Regions from separate parts of the Mus musculus genome. Here all the other regions are linked to region 1. Evidence: chromatin contacts called from public Hi-C data. All regions are on one chromosome and are shown on one strand. The core of a region is the stretch at or near the end of the contact, and the rest is flanking DNA. Distances in the headings are between cores, read along the strand shown.

Region 1 (4,640 bases), core at 224-2,723:
TCGTTTTCTAAATCTGTATATAAAATTCCGACTATCTAGTTGTTCTTTTTAATAAGCCATTTCCCAATCCTTTCTTAAATAGCAACAGACAAACATGAGTGACTTGACCTAAATCAGGGCTGTCACAACCGGAGGAGCTCCGGGAGACAGGCGCTTGCTGAAAGGTGCATTAGCTCAGTTGAAAGAGGATTGGGGTGATGTATTCACTGCTCAAGAACCCATGTGCTGTTGAAGGTGCACTTGGCTGGCAAGCACATACTGCTCTCCCCACCCCACAAAGCAAAGCAGGCAGGGACTGCACCAATCCCAGACTGCGCTTGCTACCACCCCCACCCCCCACGCCGAGCACGCAAAGCCCCAGCTGAACTGGAGAGGAATACCTTTCCCTCCTGCAGTGTGCAGCATTTTCAGGTGATCCACAGTCATCTGCAAGATCTCAGCTTTTTCTAGCTTAGCAGATCCCTAAAAAGAAGACAAAAGGCTTATCTGACACAAGTGCCTTTGGAGAACTTAAAATATGCACACAAATATACATACATGTAAAATACAAACGTAAAAAAAAAAGCAAAAGTCACGTATATCCACAAAATCTGTGGGAATTTGTGTAAGAACATCCAACGACTTGGCACAAATGAGGTTAGAAGCACGGAGGGGAGGGAATCAGAAGGTGCCGATGGCTACACTCAGCGCTCTCATACTTCCATTACCTGCTTCTCAAAGGCACTGGGTACCAGCCTTCTCAGCTCAGACAAACTGTTATTGATTCGGTCTCGTCGGCGCTTCTCGATGATCTATGGGAAGCAGACAAAAACAAAGGAGGGCATTTACGTTATGACTGTACATTCCAACGAGAAGAAATGTGGTTCTTTCCGTTAGTTAATTAATTAATATAACAATGTGCATATATATTTAAATTATTGGGGGGGGGGGTACTCACGCCTCTCCGTCTTTTCCTGGCCAAAACCTGGGACGATGTCGTTGGGGACATGGAACACAGCGCCGAACTCAAGTTTCTGTAAGATGGGAAGCAATTGCCTTGAGAAAGGAAAGGAGAGCCCTCCTACACCAGATTTCTTTGGCAACTTGAGCTGGAGGGCTCGGGGACGATTGCTCCCAGCCAGCAGCTGCCGGCCCACGACTCCCGGCAAAGGGAACCCAGCATCAGCGCACCCCATCCTCTCCTCCCGCTCCGGATCGGTCGGACGCCGCCAACTCACCCATTCTCGTCCGCGCTCTCCTTTTCCACCTCGATGGTCTCGTCCAGCTCACTATCTGAGGAGCTGTAGTCTGGGTGAGCTCTCTTCATGGTGGCGGAGCGTGGGCTCCGAGGAGGGTCGCGCGGCGGGCAAGGAGGAGTTAACTGCAGTGGCCGCTCAGCGCTCGGCTGCGGGAGGTGCGTGCACACTGATCCCACTCACGCTCAGTCTCCGGTTAAAACTCAACCATCCCTTTCCCACGCTGCGCCCCTTCCCATGGATAGGGGGAGGGCGGGGAAGGCGGAGAGGTTGGGGCAGGGGCGGGGCCACGGCTCCCGGGTAACCGCGTGCCCCGGCCAATTGGCGCCTCGCTGCGCAGATTGGCAGCCGCATGGGGGCGGGACGAGCGGAGGCCGAGGCTGGCTGCTCCCCGCCCCCGGAGCCCGCCCCTGCCCGGCGGCAGTGCGTCGGCTCCGCAGGAGTTCGGCTGGGGGCCGCGGGCGGCGGTGGGCCGGCGGCGGGCAGAAATGGGGGGCCGGCCCGGGACACCAGCCCGGCGATAGCCACCGCCCCGCCCAGCCCCACCCCGCGCGCCCGGATTGGCCTGGCCGTGTGCCAGGGCCGCGCCTGCAGCGCCGCCGGTGAGCCGCACGCGCCGCGGGCCGTGGGAAAGTGCCGGCGCCCCGGCCGCCAGCCAATCCGGACGGACGGCGACGGCGGCGGCGACGGTGGCGGCGGCGGCGGCGGCTGCTCTGGGCGGCTGCTCTGGGCGGCTGCATGAATGGAGAAGAATAGCCAGGCGGGGGAGCCGGGCTGCACGAGGGCGCGCCTGCCGGGCTCCTGGTGTGAACCTGTAATCGGAGTCCGGGCGCCGGCGGGCCCCGGAAGCCACCGCCCGCGTCCCGTTCTCTGCACTGCTGCCGGTGCCCCGCGGCTGGAGGCGGGCGTAGTTGGCGGGTCCTACAGGAACAGTCGCCTGGGGCGCCGCTCCTTTGGATGGTGGCCACCAGCTCTGGGAGCAGAGCCTGAGAGACTCAAGGGATGCTGCTTTTTGGGTTCTAGGAGCCTCTAAAGCTAATCCTGCAAGGCTTCTCAGCTTTGGGACGAAATGCATGCCCCTATGCATGTCATTTCCGGGGAAGTAGAGCGCTTGTTTTCTGGGTTAGCTTGAGGGAGGAGTAGCTATCCCCCGAGACATTCATTATGTTGGGATTTTTGCTGTTGTTTTGTTTTGTTTTTGTCCTCCCTTCCCCCTAGTGTTGGCGGCCAGATCCTCTTAGCAGGCGACAGGGTGGCGGCCTGGGTGTTTGCTTCTGAGGCTGTGCGATCATCTGTGCGAGGATGCACGTTTCTGGCCCGCATCGCGCGCGCGCGGACACACACACACACCCGTTGGTCTCAGTTGGGAGGGGCGTTTGGGGTGCTATATGAAGTTCTGCACACCGCTCTCCCCTCTCCCCCACCAAGAAGGGCGACTTTAAAAAAATAGTTTAAATCTTATGGATTGTTTCCCTAGTTCAGCGTTCACAGAAGTAGACAACCTGGAGAAAGCCCAGTCTTTATCCTGCCCCACTCTTGGAGCCTGCAATCCCGTCTATGAAGCAAAACTTCATAACCGTTGAGAAGAATAAAAGAAACTCAACACCTTTGCAAGCAATTCTGTTTCTAGACATGATGGGTTCCATAAATGCAGACTAAACCGAGTTCCCAGGTCCAGTTCTCCATCCACACACTTTAGACCACATCCTGGGTCCTTTTAAAGTTCTCATTGCACTTCACCCTACTGTTCAGAGCCTCAGCCCTCACAGCTCCTCTGAAAAGGTGAGGTCCCTCCATCTTGGCTTTGTTTTTTCCTAGTGCACATATCCCACCACACAGCTTAGGAGTGGTCAAGCCAAGGCTCACTGCCTGCTTCCCTCTCCATGTTCACAGCTCGCTTCGCTCCTGTCACAAGCTGGAAGCTCACCTCCAGACCCCTCTCTTCATCCATCTTCTCCATCTTCAGAGCCTCATATCACCTGCCTCCCTTGACGCCATCCCATGTTTCCCCCTAAAGTGACGGAGCACCCTGCACCTGAACCAGCATGACCTCTACTGCATAGCTTTTAAGTTTTCTGGGTCAGTGGCACCTACAGTAAGGTCTTGTTTGCTTTAGCCAATGTTGGCCGTTGTGCAGAGAAAGAAACTAGCAGCAGATTGGCTGGTAAAAAGAAACGGTTTACATTGAGGGTGCTTGGTTTTAGATACCAATATTCCTCAAATTTACTGTGGAAAATGAGGCTATCCTGGTGGGCATGTGGTACTGTGTGCCTCTAATCATAGAACTTGCAAAGTAGAGGCAAAATTTCATGAGTTCCAGTCCAGTCTATGCACATAGGTTCTCCTGAATTGTATGTATAGCAAGACCTTGTACAAAACAAATGCTAGAACTCTGGGACCCAACACTTGTTTAGCACTAAAAAAAGAATACCAATGCTTATCTGTCTGTCCATCTCTTTCTGACCGTCTACCCAGTACTTCCAAAGTGTCTTCTGCATGCCTGGCACAATGCCGGCACCTGAGAGATAAAGGTGACAAGAGGTGATAAGCTCCACACTGTCTCTGAACTCACAGCCTCGGGAGACAACACACAATAAGCTGATACATAAGTGGGGTAGCTATAGAAGTCCGCGGGAGACAATACACAATAAGCTGATACACAAATGGGGTAGCCATAGGTGTCCCGAAGCCTAGTGGCACCTTCTGATAAGGAGAAGGGAGAGAATGGGAACACTTTTATGAGGTCTGGGGACGTTTTCAGAGCTGACCCTGAGTGTTAGATGGAGATGTAATCGGAGGCCAGGAAGGAAGGGGTGGTGACGGCTTCCCTTGGGTAGTGGGGTCTGAGAGGCTGACGGCATCAGGCTCTTTTCCCACGGGCTGCCAGCTAAAGGCAATTTTTTTTCTAGGAGACTTGGGGCTTCTTGTAAAGTGAATAGGGGTGCCCCAGGCCTGGCCTTTAAGGGAAAGGCCTTTGTAGGCTGAAGTCCCTACTCGGGGCTCTGCAAGAGACCCTTGCTCTGCACAGTGATATCAGCGCAGGAGATCTCACCGACTGCTGCTGGAGTTGACATCAGAAGGCAGAGGCGTCATCTGCAGCTCAGAAAGAGGAAAGGGCTGCTCCAGTCAGCTTGGATTCACTGTGAAGCAAAACGGCTTTGGGACAGCCTACCTCAGCTCTCAAGACGCTGAGTCAGTCACATCTCAAATGTGAGGCCAGCCTGATCAAACAGAGTTCCAGGCCAGTGCTATCCCTGTCTCCAAAACAGTTTTGTGTTAGAATAACTCATGGTGGGACAGGCCTGTAATCCCAGTCCTGAGACAGGAGGAGTGAATGTTTCAGGACAACTCAAGCTACATAAATCCTGTCTTGAAATGCAAAAAAATAACCAAGAAATTCTGAGG
Region 2 (4,557 bases), core at 559-3,058, 130 kb after region 1:
CATTAGGAACTCCTTAGTATGTGTAATTAATATAGCCAATGAGAGAGTCAGACTCTAAAACAAACACCAAGTGAGAAAGTTATAGAAAGCATACACCTTAGACTTAGCTGTGGATTAAATTGTAGAAAAAGCATATTTTAGACTTACATGTGGATTATGTTATAGAAAGAGCACATTTTAGACTTAGGTATGAACTGTAATTTGAATTCTCCTGCTCCCAAGCTTATCTTGAATAAGTATCAGCTTACTCAAGTAAAAATTGCTCTGAACGTCACTTTGATCAGAGATGTTAGAGGATTACATAACACATTAAAAAAGATGTGCTAAAAGAAGGAAAGAAGGTTTATAACAATCCCTTCGGAGCTGTGTCTACAAAGTGCTAGTTGGCTTTAATGTGGAAGCCGTCTATTCAAACTATCCATCTGTGTGCATTATTTGGATGCTTAAGGTCCAGAGAGTCCAGCAGAATCCTTTTCAAGTGGAGTGTTTGTGAGACCAGTGTTACTCTATAGTGTGGGCTGACTGACTCTGTAGTGTGGGCTGACTGACTCTCTGTAGTGTGGGCTGACTGACTCTGTAGTGTGGACTGACTGACTCTCTGTAGTGTGGGCTGACTGACTCTCTGTAGTGTGGGCTGACTGACTCTCTGTAGTGTGGGCTGACTGACTCTCTGTAGTGTGGGCTGACTGTCTCTGTAGAGTGGGCTGACTGACTCTCTGTAGTGTGGGCTGACTGACTCTCTGTAGTGTGGGCTGACTGACTCTGTAGTGTGGGCTGACTGACTCTGTAGTGTGGGCTGACTGACTCTGTAGTGTGGGCTGACTGACTCTCTGTAGTGTGGGCTGACTGACTCTGTAGTGTGGGCTGACTGACTCTCTGTAGTGTGGGCTGACTGACTCTGTAGTGTGGGCTGACTGACTCTGTAGTGTGGGCTGACTGACTCTCTGTAGTGTGGGCTGACTGACTCTCTGTAGTGTGGGCTGACTGACTCTCTGTAGAGTGGGCTGACTGACTCTGTAGTGTGGGCTGACTTTATAATGTGGGCTGACCCTTCTCATTATTGATCATCTTGCCTCAGTTTCCCAAGGAATTACCATCATGACCATCATACCTGGCTTAAGGTTGATTTGGGGGAGGAGTGTTTGGTTGTTTGGTTTTTGGAAACAGACTTTCTCTGTGTAACAACCTCTGGCTGCTGTGGACTCACTTTGTAAACCAGGCTGGCCTCAAACTCACAGAGATCTGCTTGCCATCGCCACCTGGCTTAAAGTTGATTTAAAAACAGTAACAACAACAACAACAACAAAAACAAAACAAAAAACCTTTCAAGTTATTTTCTCATTAGTTTTCCTTTCTTAAAACACTTTTAATACCAGATTTTCTAAATCCCTTTCTAAGACTGGCCTATCAGTGAAAATAAATTAAAAACGTTTAACAGTGGAAATACAAATGGTAGTTATGGATCAAGGACTTTGAAAGAGATCACAGACATCAAAGTTCAGCTCAGTTCTACCACTCTACAGAACTGACCTCAGGCCCTCTTCTAAACAACTAGACAACAAGTGTATACACTAAAAAACAAACCCCACAGCACCAGCAAGCAAAGTGAAATCAGTATCAGAGAAAGGAGCTGCAAACAGGAGGACCGAAGGCCAGTTGAGTCATTTAGTAACGAGGTAGAAAGCTCCCCCAGGTAGACGGAGATGGTAGAGCTGCACACAGGTTACCAGAAGCAGCAGACAGGCTGACGTCAGTGTGAGGAAAAGAGCTGATAGCGAGGGGACCTTCAAAGGCGCCGTCTTCACATGGCCGCCAGCAGCTCTCCCCACCTTAATACCCCAGGAAATCACATCATTATGAAGCTGTTTTCCATAATGGTGGCCCTGAGTCATGAAGGAAGACTAAATCCTGTTTAGTACTCACAGTTAAAAAGCAGGAAATGTTTTGGGGCCAAGAGATTGAATAGTGTGTTTTAGAGTTTTATAGGCAAGAAAGATTTGGTTGAGTGAACATTTTACATGTTCCCTGGACACTGTAAGTTCTCTAATTAATCAGAGGCTTGCAGTGGTTTTGGTTAATAAAATATTCTCCTAAATTCTTTCTTAAATGTAATGTACCAAAATAAGATAGTTAGTCAAGATGATATTCTCCGCTCTCCCCAGAGTTATTGTAAATCCCAGGGCTGACCTCCTCTGGGCAGACCCTTATGATGTTCCTGGAGGTGGGAAGAGGATGGCAGGGAGGCAGGCGCCTCAGGGGAGACTGAGGTAGGAGTGCTGCTGAGAGCTGGACGGAGACTCTGTGGTATGAGGCAGAGGCAGGACCCTGCGTGAGCTTGAGAGAATATGAGGAAATGACTCCCACATTTTCCTCAGTCAGAGGGAAGCTACAGGAGTTTGTCCCACAGGCTTGTAACTTTTAGGTCCTAGGGAAGGGTCACACTTCCAAGGCCAGTCTCTTCAGGAAGATAATTATGGTAGTAGAATGGAAATGTTTGATATATGTATGTATATACATATACATTTATGTGTGTGATATGTATACAAATATATATATATATATAAAATCTCAACAGACAGGCCCTTGCACAGCAAGGAAGGAGGGCACCTGACTTTGTCTGGGCCTCACCTCCTCAGCCCTGGCTGAAGCTCTTAGGTATGCTGTGGGGTTTTGTCTGGAGGGCATGGGGGTGAAGAAGCAGAAGCTGGCCTCTTCTCTGGAGTCAGAGAAAGGAAGACATTCAAAGCATCCCCAAGTGTCCTACAGGGATGATTTGAACTGCACCTGGGCTGCCTTTCCCTCTAAGGACCAAGCGCAGAGTCTGGCACATTCCACAGATTCTTAAGTAGCCATGTAGACCCCTCTGGTTTACACCTTTGAGCAGTAACTTCCTGTCCCTCTGCAGTCTTAGAGATTGACTCAGAGTTAGCCATGGTCAAGTTAACTCAGCTCAGGGGAGGCAGGCACCTAACTGTAGGGGTCCCCAGTCACTTTCCTTTTAGCTCTTTATGAGATCGTGTCTTTTCTGCTTTTTCTAGTTCTTGCCCAGCACATATCAAGTGACATCTAAATCAGGTTACATAGAGGCCGATGATGATATCCACTTGGATGTTGTTCGGGACGTTGTCTGGCTCACCGCTCATTGCAAGTTGGATAACACCTGCACCAGTGGGTGAAACAGAGTGGGAAACAGGAATAAACAAGACCAGCATGACTGATGAAACCTAAACATTCTCTCTAAACAAAACCATAGGCACGGAATTACCTCCCTGACATCCCATTTGTAGTCTTCCTTTGGAAATCTAGAATACTGGGTACCTCAACATACTACAGAGTCTCACAGTGGCATGCCTCAAATACACCATTATTTCCAATGAGTGGGGTTTGTAGCATTTTCCCACAATCCTTATGCTGGCCCCACTCCTTTCAGTATGGTTTTGGGAGCTGGGCATTCTTTATCTGGCTTCTGTGGTATTTACTGCATTTAAAAGAAGAGATTCTGCACTAAAATGTTGTCTGGGAAACACACTGTATCCCGCTTCCTCCCATCCATTCATGCAAGCTAATTATTGCTATCTCAGTCTCCTGTGCATTTTCCCAGACCATAATGATTTGAGACTTATGGTAAAACAGCTAGGTTGTGTGCTCCTCGTTTTCAAGCAGGCAATTTTGTGAAGTGCATGGTAATAATCAGAGCCACAATTTGGTTTCTGGATATTTCATCTGTTCCCAAGATGGTTTGGGGGTCCATAAAACTTTTCACCTGAAACCTACCATGTGACCTTTGAAATCCCACAGTCTGTCTCCCACAGACAGAGCACACAGGCTCTGGGCCTTTTGAGGAGGCACATGCCTTTTCCCATTTTTTTTTATCCACCTCCTTGGGGTCAGGGCATCTCTAAGTCCTTTGTAATTAGTTGAAAAGAAACACGGGGAAAAGTTATAATCTTTCCAAATAAACTACACATTTCTCTTAGGGATTTATACGGAATTGTTTATTTATTTTAAGAAAGCCCAAATGATATGAATATAAGAAATGAAATACTGGGTCAACCCAATGGCCTAACCAGCCTGTGGTTTCAAAGTTTCACAGCACTCCATTAATGTGGGCTCAGACATTATGGGATGTACTCCAAACTCTGCTTTCCCTTAATACTCAGAGACTCATCTTTCTCCTTCCCAAATTCATTTGTATTGGTAGCTCACATCAACTACAGAAACAAGTCTCACACAGTGGAGATGCCCCACCTTCCTCATCAGGAGACTGATGCCTACAGGGAGAGGGCCACCATGTTGGGGGTGGGTAGCAGAGAATTAGGATGGACTATCCAAGATCACCATAGTTGTCCTCTTGCTAACAACTGTTCTCATCTGCACCCTGTCCTCCCAGTTTCATCTCCTCTCTAAGCATCCCCCTGGTGCCTGCTAAGTACTGGTTCTTACACTATATACATCAGGCCTAGGTTTAAACACCATGAAAAGAGTAGAAGATTATCTGCCTCCTCCATGCCTGGTATAGACAGGGTCTATGGTGGTCCCCCTGGTCCTCATGTCCTG
Region 3 (4,306 bases), core at 1,289-3,788, 160 kb after region 1:
GGTGGATATTCAAAAGAAATAAAAACAGAATATAGAAGAAATATGGAGTGCTATGTTTACTGCAGCACTATTCACAACAACCAGACTGCGGGGCTGATCGTAGTGTCTACCAATAGATTACTGGATAAAGGAAATGAGGTATATATATACAATAGACTCCTAGTCAGTTATCAGAAAGGATGAAATCATGTCATTGTCTAATGACATTTCCTAAATCACCTAATGAGCCAGATTTCACTACTATACAACGTGGAAACATCACATCGTGCCACGGAATATGTACAAACATTGTATCTACTAATAGTAAAATAAAAATAAAATTCACCATGACATACTAAAACAAAAGTTTCTTTTAAGGAGTGGACCCCCTCAGCTTTCTGGTCTCTTTCTATATGTTATCATTATTATTCTGCTGTCCCGGTACTTGCCTCGACGTTCTTAATGTTGGAAAACCAGATCATCTTATTAAGAGACCTATGTTGGCTTGGCCAGATGGATCAACGGTTAGAAGCACTGCTGAGAGGCCTGGTGATCTAAGTTTAATCCCCAGAACCCATATGGTAGAAGAGAACCAATCCTGTAAGATGCCCTCTGACTTCCACGTGTACACTATAGCATGCATGTGCACACAGATACACACACAGATGCACTCACACTAATATACAAATGTAAGATGTCCCTAAGGGTCCATGATACTTTCTATAAGGGCTGATGTAAAAGTTCCTCATTTTTAGTAAAGTTTTGAGCTACTTGAGGACTGTGTGAAATATCATTGTAAAGCTTCACATACAGGATTAAACGAGTCGAACGCTGTGCATTCGAAGGAGAACATTCTTGTAAGATTTCAAGGCAGGGGTTTCTCAGGCACTGTCTTTAAAAGTCAGTAAACATTTTTCAGAATGTGTGCATTAGTAAACAACCCCTTACTTTCGGTTAAAGTTTCTCTTGTAAATCTTACCGTGAGATCGGAGGCACTGCAGATTTAGAAAGAACAGCCAACACGTGCCTTAAGGTGCCTGGCTTCCGCCAACAGCGACGCCGCTTGACTGACAGCAGAGTTTTACCATCTGCAAACGGGACCCTGGCTTGCCCACGGTACCCGCTTGCTCATCTAGGTCCATGTGCAACCTAGGTGATAATTCACTTAGACTTAGACTACCTTCATTCAAGGCCAACTTTTTCAAACAATGCATCAACTACACTTTAAATGGTGAATGAAATTCTACTCTACTCTCAGGAAAAGGAGCAAGCAAGAGTATTGTACTGCACAAGAGAACTGACAAGCTACGGTACCCCAGGTAAGAAAGATCTGTTGAAAGACAAAGAAAAAAACACAAACAACTCCCCCTCCAAAAAAAAAAAAAAACCCACTGGATTTTTAAATAATAGAAAGGAAACTAATTTTTTTATATATATAATTGCCCTTCTCACAAATGTCACAAGTCAGGGATATCAGCTTATTCCAGACTATAAATGTAAAAAAATATTTTTATAAATATAAAAAGTATGAGGTGTGGGATAATTGTAATAGCTGTTGGTCAAGAAGTCCTGGGGTTCCCCAAACAACATAGGACCTTCCCACTCCTCTTGACTGCCTACTAGAACTAGACGGTGATACACTACTACTTAAGACAGCGTGGGTCTTAGTTATAAGATATTGATAAATCAAGCTGCAACTGAATTGGATGCATTCTCCCTGTTGTCTGTCACAGAGTTGCAAAGTACTGTGCTGAAAACTGAGGGAGAAAAGACATCAAGCGTCTTACCACTTCACTCCTAACTTCATACACTTCCTAACAACTTCAGTCTTCCAGGCAAGATGCACCCACTTGTGCAATAGCGATACAACTCTTATGGAACCAATTGCTCTATGATTGGATCTGAGGTCCAGTCCACAGATGGGCACCCATGCCTAGCACTGTGAACCTATGACTGAAGAAATGATAGGCTCTTAGGGAACTTCTGTTGTTTAGTTAAGTTCAAATAGTGGCAAACTGTTCTCTAAGTATTTATTTTTATACCCATAGACAAAGGGTATTCCCATCCTTAATTAAAGATAACTCTTGTATAGCCCTGGCTGTCCTGAAACTCACTTTGTAGACCAGGCTGGCCTCAAACTCAGAAATCCGCCTGCCTCTGCCTCCCGAGTGCTGGGATTAAAGGTGTGCGCCACCACGCCCGGCAAGATACCTCTTTTTGTAGTGACTGGCAGTTGATGCTCAAGATGCAGAGTCAGTGGTGGATGAGAGGTCAGCCCTAAACAAGACACACCACACCCCTTTCAGGCTGTGGGACACATCAGACGCTGGGAAAGAAAGAATACTAAGAACTGAAAGAAAGGGAAAAGAGGAATAAAATATTGTCTCCTGAGTACGCATAGCCATTGTAAGCATAAACCCACAGAAATTGGGACTATCTGCACTTTGCCGGCACAAGACTAGCCCTGTTGATAATTTAGTCATGGACAGGGAAGGGACTTACCAAGCCCTACCCACCCTTCCTTGGCTGGGGATAAATCCTGTGAGAGGAGGAGTCACTCACTGTCTTCAGTTACGAACCAACTGATGACATCAAGCTCCAACTGACAGTTCCAAACCTGTGGTTACACAGATGACCCTAGTTAAACTCCGTGGGCCGTAAAACACAAAAGACGTGAATGTGGGAAAGGGACCTGGAGGAAGGATGGAGGGCTGACAAGCACAAGAGGGCAGTAAGGGGGGTTGAGAAAATAATCAGAATGCATTCTATACATGTAAGAATTTATCAAAGATCAAATTTAGTTCATTAAAAAAAGAGAACATTTTTAGGAGCTTCAGGGAGAGTAGTTTGGTCCAAGAAGAGCGTGGCTTAGGAAATGGCAAGTCAGCAGGCTGGTACAGCTGGCGGAACAGCACCTGAGATCAGCACCAAAAGCTCGTACTAACTAACACAGGACCAACACACGTTGCATTCCATGGAATGACACAATTTGGAAGAGACATGGAACTTACCGACAAAAACCTGTTACAATCTTTAGCCTATAATAATAGCTACCTCGGGTCAAGAACTGGCTGTTCAAATGAAGGTATAAAAATCAGGGCCTGTGAAGATGACTTAAAAATCTTAGAATAATCCCCAAGTTTGTGAATAAATGACTCAATCTCAAGCAAATTTACATTCACGTAGCTCAATGACATTAGTTTCTTTTATGAAAAATTTATAACCTGAGTTAAGAAGTTCAGCATTAGAAGTTTGGACTCAGAATCTATGGAGTCAATGTGAATTTACCAGGCATTTTTCAAAATATGAGTGTTTTCCCTGATTTGATCAAGATTGATGTCTGGTAACTAGCACGTACACACTTCTATTATTTAAAGTTAGTTATACTGGGTTTAAGATTGCTTTTAGGTGAGTACCCCTTCAAAAGTCAGTGTTTTAAAAATATCTACTACCTATTATAACTATGGCATACACAATAAACCATGTATGAAAATAAAATAAACTCACTTTATGTAGAGGTAAAAATATTGAAAATCTGATCCACTTTGAAATCAAATAGCCCACAGCTTTACCTGTCTCTCTTAACTGTTCAGGAAGGAAGATTCTACAAGGTGCTGAAACAACATAACACTCACCGTGCTCATTCAAAACTACTGCAGGATCTTTCCACCAATTCTCCATATTTTTAGGAGGTATCAAAGTGCTATTTCACTCTGAGTGACCAAGATCTGTAAGACTGAAGACCGACCCCCCCCCCCCCCCGTCATTTTCAAACTCTATGACGTTTCACTGACACAAAGTACCACTACCCTAGCTATGTGGTCAGTCTGGCAGCTGTCTTAGGAATGCTGCCAACCTCCGCAGCTCACGGAGCAGCTGCCGTGCCTGCTCTCTCTCACAGATGAAAGCAGAGTGCTAAAGCCTACGAAACCCTTAGCAGTGGCTGTGGCTGAAGGCAGCTGCTGGCCCATGACACTGCTACAGGGTATGCTTTGTGATACTAGCTAGGAGGGGGGAGGAAGGGAGTGACTACAGCGCAGTTTACGAGCTGCACATTACACTCCCAAACTTGTTACATCATGGAATATTACACTGTTTTTCATATCTGTAATTTAGATTCCCTAACATCTAGGCATAAAAGGAAAATATCACCACTTACATATTTCCAATTTTAAGTTAAATAATGAAGTATCCTAAAAAATTGGGTCCAGCACTTGAAGAACTAAAATGGTAACTTTGTACTGTTATAACGTTTTAAAATAATAAAGAAATCACACCAAGTTAGAACTGAACTAGAAGTGGATAGCAATTTGATAAGAACAAAATT
Region 4 (4,584 bases), core at 1,147-3,646, 220 kb after region 1:
AGTTTACAAACCACAGCCAGCGCTCTCATGGAAGAGGGCGAGGGTGCCAGCTGCGCTTCCTACAGATTTCTCCTTCCCAGCTACATCTGGAGCTCTTCTAGCTCTTTCCCCATATGCTGGCTGCTACAGTGGTTCTCTGGGTAGATTTTGTCCCCAGAACACACAGCAGAAGAAGGCTACCTCCTGAAAGTTGTCCTCTGGTATGGATAGCAGCCTACACACACACACACACACACACACACACAAATTTAAAATTTTTCTCCATCCATTTCTAGTATTCTTTGCTACAATTTTCACTGTTAAGGAATTTTATTCTACTGCTGTAGCAGATAACTATATCTCCTTCCTTGACACCAAATTATTGTGTTATATGAAGCATTACTGTTCTACAACAAAAATAATCAAATATCTGGTGTCTCGCATGATTCCAGCAGAACTCTAAGGACTCCCTATCCACTCCCTTAAATTTCTCCGTTGTCTTTTCTTGATACAATGCTTCCCATCCCATTTATTTCCCCCTCTAAACTATTTTCCATTCTTTCCTGTCTTCAAAACTGCCTGTTCTCTAAAATTCTGTTCATTCCCCAGCAAGGCTTTGCCCTTACCATTATGTCATGAAGCCATTAGCAGTCTCTGGTCATCTGCCCAGCAGTGCCAGTGGAGACAAAGGAGGGTGAACGTTTAAGCAATAAGTAAGAGGAAGGGCAGGGGAGGGAGGGAACTCAGCGGCAAATACTGACAGCTAGCACATGCAAGCCTGAGTCTAGTTGGATACCCAGCACATCCAAGAAGAAAGAAGAAAAGGAAGGCTGGTGAGAGACTAGAGAAAAAAGAAACGGCAAAAGAGTTGAAAGAAATTTGCAGACATTGGATTGAAGAGTTTAGGGAAGGGTTGCAGTGAGGAAAGTGACTCTGCGCTTTCAGGCTCTAGGCAAAAACTATACCTTGATACCTAGTGTGAAACTAGCCAGGGTCTTTTGCATAGGAAGAAATAAATATTTAGAGAACTAAGTACCAGCAGCCTGAAAGAAGAGCTTTTGCCATTATGGGAGGGAGCAAAGGGGGAAAGATCTCACAGAGAGAGAGAGACAGAGAAACCTGAGCTGCCACAGAACCTGACACATCTTTCCAAACTATCCCCAAATGACATCAGTACTCAGTGTATGTAAGGGGGCAAAGAGCTGCATACCTAGAATCATACCAGAAAAATTATAGCTATTTTGTTAATATATTAATAACCCAGGGTCAAAGAGTAACTACCAGTAATCCTATTAATATTGGTAATTACCTCAACATTGAAAATATGGCAAAGGATATTGGGCAATGGTAGCAAATGCCTTTAATCCTATCTCTTGGAACACAGAGGCAGGCAGATCTCTGAGTTTGAGGCCAGCCTGGTCTAAAAGGTGAGTAACAGGACATCCAGGGCAACAAAGGGAAATCTTGTCTTGAAATACAGGGGGATAAAAAAAGGTAGAAAGTGTTTTCATTTTACCCATATGCACATGTGCACACACCTACACTAACAAATTATAGATAACACAGAATTTGTCTAATTTTTCATTACTTACTTTACTTATTTACATTTCAAATGTTATCCTCCTTCCCAGTTTCCCTTCGCAAACCCCCTATCTCATCCCCTCCCCCTGCTTCTATGAGGGTGCGCCCACTCCAGCATCACTGCTCTAGCATCCCCTACACTGGGGCATGGAGCCTCCTCAGGACCAAGGGCCTCCCCTCCCACTGATGCCAGACAAGGCCATCCTCTGCTACATATGCAGCTGGAGCCACGGGTCCCTCCATGTGGACTCTCTGGGTGGTGGATTAGTCCCGGGGAGCTCTGGGGGATCTGGTTGGTTGATATCGCTGTTCTTCCTATGGGATTGCAAACCCCTTAATAAAAGCAGTTATATTTTTGGAATAAAAGTTGAGCTTTGTTCACAACCTCCCAAGGTTCATAAACCTTGTACACTTCCATGTAGGAGGCAGGCCACTCCACAGCCCCACAGCCCACGCAGCAGCTCTAGTGACCCACTCTTACATGCCATGCTCCTTCCCCATGACTTCCTTGTACACTTCCATGTAGGAGGCAGGCCAGTCCACAGCCCCACAGCCCATGCAGCAGCTCTAGTGACCCACTCTTACATGCCATGCTCCTTCCCCATGACTTCCCTGGCTCACTCTCTTAGATCATTCATGAAGACACCCACTCAGTCTAGATGCAGAGGTCCATGAAGAAGACCTCCAGCCAACAAGCAGCATGTTAAATGTTACGGTCTGGATCTGGAATGTTCTCCAAAGATTCGGTGTTAATCATTAGGTCACCAGCCCATGCACAACTGGCAGCCTCTACTCCCAGCCAAGCCTCAAGATGACTCTTGACCTGGCAACTACCTCAAATGAACTTCCTAAGAGACCAGAGTCATCCAGCTAGGTGACTCATTGATTCCTGGACCAAACCAATACATGAGATTTATAAATCCCAAGTGCTGGGATAACTCACTACACACAAGTAGATACCAATAATCATACCATGTGCACTCTCAAATCTCGGCCATACTTCACACCATGTCCCCAGAAGTGTCATTTCATTACTAAGTTCCCCATCTTTATTTAAGCCGTTCCAGCCGGGTGTGGTGGCACACGCCTTTAATCCCAGCACTTGGGAGGCAGAGGCAGGCGGATTTCTGAGTTCAAGGCCAGCCTGGTCTACAGAGGGAGTTCCAGGACAGCCAGGGCTACACAGAGAAACCCTGTCTCGAAAAACCAAAAAAGAAAAAAACATAGGCCAGCTTTAGTTTCTTCAGAGCATTTTAACGAGGTTCCTAACAGTATTGTTCTTAGAGTATTAAAAAGTTTAAGAAAATAATGCACTCAATTTTTTTCATAAAGTGTTTTGTATAGAGGGAATGTTCAACAACTGTGCAATATTGTTTATACTCTAAGGATCACAAAGTATACAATATGTGCTGAAATGTTAGTCTTCATGCCCCAACAAGTTACCAAGTAGCAATAAATTCATGTAAATTACACAAGCTAAACTAGGACCCAGATCCTCTTGTTTGGCACTCCCACTCTTGACCCAAGTGCAGGAGTAAAGCCGCGCGGCTCTTCCCTCCGTCCCACTGAGCTTGTACTGCAGAAGCTTTTCCGGCATCCTGTGCTCCTTGAGAGGCAGCCACACCAAGCCATGGCGGGCACACTTTTCATCTTTGCAGCCCTGTGATAGCATAAAAAACTCACTCAACATGTTGTCTAACCGCCTCTGCCCTGACAGAGCTGTACACAGACAACGACTACAAAGCAATCAGTTCTGCTAGCAACAAAACCAGAATCTGTAACACCCAAGACGACAGAGCAAAGTCCAAAAGCAGTTCCTATGTGTGACACACTCCCCAACACGGAAAAACCTGACCTCCTATCCTGTGCACAGTCTAAAAACCATGTGTTTCCACACCTCAGACAATATCCTAATTTACAGTCTGACCACAAGCGAACACACAACTCATATAACTTGTCTCTTACTCAAAAGTTAAATAGAATGCACCCTATTACTTTTAAACTATCAGAGATGGATTAAAGAAGAACTAGTTCATAGGATGAGTCAAAATCACCCATCTAAACAAAGACAGACATGCTTTAAGGTGTGTTCTATCTCTTCTGAAATAGAGAGACTCAGTTCAAATTTTTATTTTCTCTTTGCCAATAGTAAACTCTGAAAACTTGAGACTTGGAAACATTCACTATATATTCCACTCTCTATTGACCCTATATATTTCATAACCCAAAATAGAAACAAAGACTGGGGAATTAGCTTGTTTATTCCGCCCCAGTGTCAAACAAAAGTACAAATAACATTCAGGGCACGTGCAAGTTACCTTAGAGCTGCCAATCATGCTTGTTTTGAAACGCTTCGATTTTCAGAGCTGTCAATCATGTGTGTTGTGATAGAGATGCCAGGGTAGAGATAATGCACTAAGAGACATAACCCTCATTTACACATTAATAAATAAAAGGACTTTTTACTTATACAACTGAGCTGGAGGGTTTTACAGAAACACTTGAAAATGAAATTATAACATTTTCGTTTCAGAAAAATGAAAATATAACAAAGGAAAAGATTGGGAGATTTGGCAAAGCCATAAGCACTGACAAACCACAGGTACTCTGGGTTTTGGTAAAGACAAAAGTGTTCCTTGCCTGGTAACAGAAACGGAGTAAGAGAATTAAACAAGCAGAAGTGTCATAACTAACACCCCTCTGCTCTGCCCCCCACCTCCCAACCCACTCCCTACCTCATAAGTCACATCTGAAATGGAATGCTGTTCAAACCCCACCTCTGCCTCCTGCATAAGCAGTCAGTCAACAAGACCAGCCTCTTCTCCCCCTGCCGAGGCCTTTCTGCTTCTCACCTCAGGCTTCACTCAATGCCATCGTTCTTTCTAGTAGTTTCCGCAGTGATCTAACGATAGCATTTCTCTTGCAGTAAACACTCCACGACTCTTCCAGAATGATCTCATTGAAACACAAATGTGATCCATATTACCTGTTCAAATATTTCCCTGGTATCTGCCACCTTCTAAA

The links. A called contact is a pair of places that touch in the nucleus more often than the background predicts.
Region 2: a contact with region 1 is called in a Hi-C map of uterus, with 2.3 times the contacts expected there. The contact joins the enhancer-like site here to the promoter of Hey1 in region 1. A contact is called at or near these places in 15 of 39 promoter capture datasets (the 3T3-L1 cell line, the HPC-7 cell line, HPC-7-derived erythroid cells and 8 more), 1 of 15 datasets of contacts at CTCF or cohesin (the G1E-ER4 cell line), 14 of 484 Hi-C or Micro-C datasets (the AML12 cell line, the G1E-ER4 cell line, the HL-1 cell line and 7 more), 16 of 115 datasets of contacts at active chromatin or transcription factors (SST interneurons, astrocytes, bone marrow-derived dendritic cells and 8 more) and 2 of 9 other capture datasets (embryonic stem cells and macrophages).
Region 3: a Hi-C map of muscle stem cells shows a contact between it and region 1, with 2.3 times the contacts expected there. The contact joins the enhancer-like site here to the promoter of Hey1 in region 1. A contact is called at or near these places in 3 of 39 promoter capture datasets (HPC-7-derived erythroid cells, hematopoietic stem and progenitor cells and liver), 4 of 484 Hi-C or Micro-C datasets (embryonic stem cells, muscle stem cells, neural progenitor cells and 1 more), 8 of 115 datasets of contacts at active chromatin or transcription factors (astrocytes, bone marrow-derived macrophages, embryonic forebrain and 4 more) and 3 of 9 other capture datasets (adipose tissue, embryonic stem cells and macrophages).
Region 4: a contact with region 1 is called in a Hi-C map of pancreatic cancer cells, with 6 times the contacts expected there. The contact joins the enhancer-like site here to the promoter of Hey1 in region 1. A contact is called at or near these places in 5 of 39 promoter capture datasets (the C10 cell line, cranial neural crest, embryonic stem cells and 1 more), 6 of 484 Hi-C or Micro-C datasets (the G1E-ER4 cell line, bone marrow-derived macrophages, cochlea and 2 more), 13 of 115 datasets of contacts at active chromatin or transcription factors (VIP interneurons, bone marrow-derived macrophages, craniofacial prominence and 10 more) and 1 of 9 other capture datasets (macrophages).

What each region holds. Positions count from the first base shown.
Region 1 is chr3:8,665,565-8,670,204 of GRCm38.p6, forward strand. It overlaps Hey1 (hairy/enhancer-of-split related with YRPW motif 1), which reads right to left and starts at 1,474. Exons shown (of 5, transcript NM_010423.2): 1 at 1,218-1,474; 2 at 938-1,013; 3 at 708-791; 4 at 381-462. The coding sequence starts at 1,306. LOC115489673 reads right to left here and starts at 4,124. Exons shown (of 2, transcript XM_030252957.1): 1 at 1,660-4,124; 2 at 1,360-1,514. The coding sequence starts at 2,322. The coding sequence ends at 1,374.
Region 2 is chr3:8,793,318-8,797,874 of GRCm38.p6, forward strand. No RefSeq gene overlaps it. Among named protein-coding and RNA genes, the nearest start is that of Gm52599, 29 kb to the left of the region's middle. Within about 2 kb of position 1,809, at least 13 of the 459 cell types and tissues checked have an H3K27ac peak or open chromatin away from gene starts, as enhancers often do. A contact at or near this core is called in trophoblast stem cells and uterus, where this site is marked.
Region 3 is chr3:8,827,158-8,831,463 of GRCm38.p6, forward strand. All of the region lies in intron 2 of Mrps28 (mitochondrial ribosomal protein S28), which reads right to left. Among named protein-coding and RNA genes, the nearest start is that of Gm52599, 63 kb to the left of the region's middle. Within about 2 kb of position 2,539, at least 6 of the 459 cell types and tissues checked have an H3K27ac peak or open chromatin away from gene starts, as enhancers often do. A contact at or near this core is called in muscle stem cells, where this site is marked.
Region 4 is chr3:8,888,170-8,892,753 of GRCm38.p6, forward strand. All of the region lies in intron 2 of Mrps28 (mitochondrial ribosomal protein S28), which reads right to left. Among named protein-coding and RNA genes, the nearest start is that of Gm52600, 9.7 kb to the right of the region's middle. Within about 2 kb of position 2,397, at least 22 of the 459 cell types and tissues checked have an H3K27ac peak or open chromatin away from gene starts, as enhancers often do. A contact at or near this core is called in pancreatic cancer cells, where this site is marked.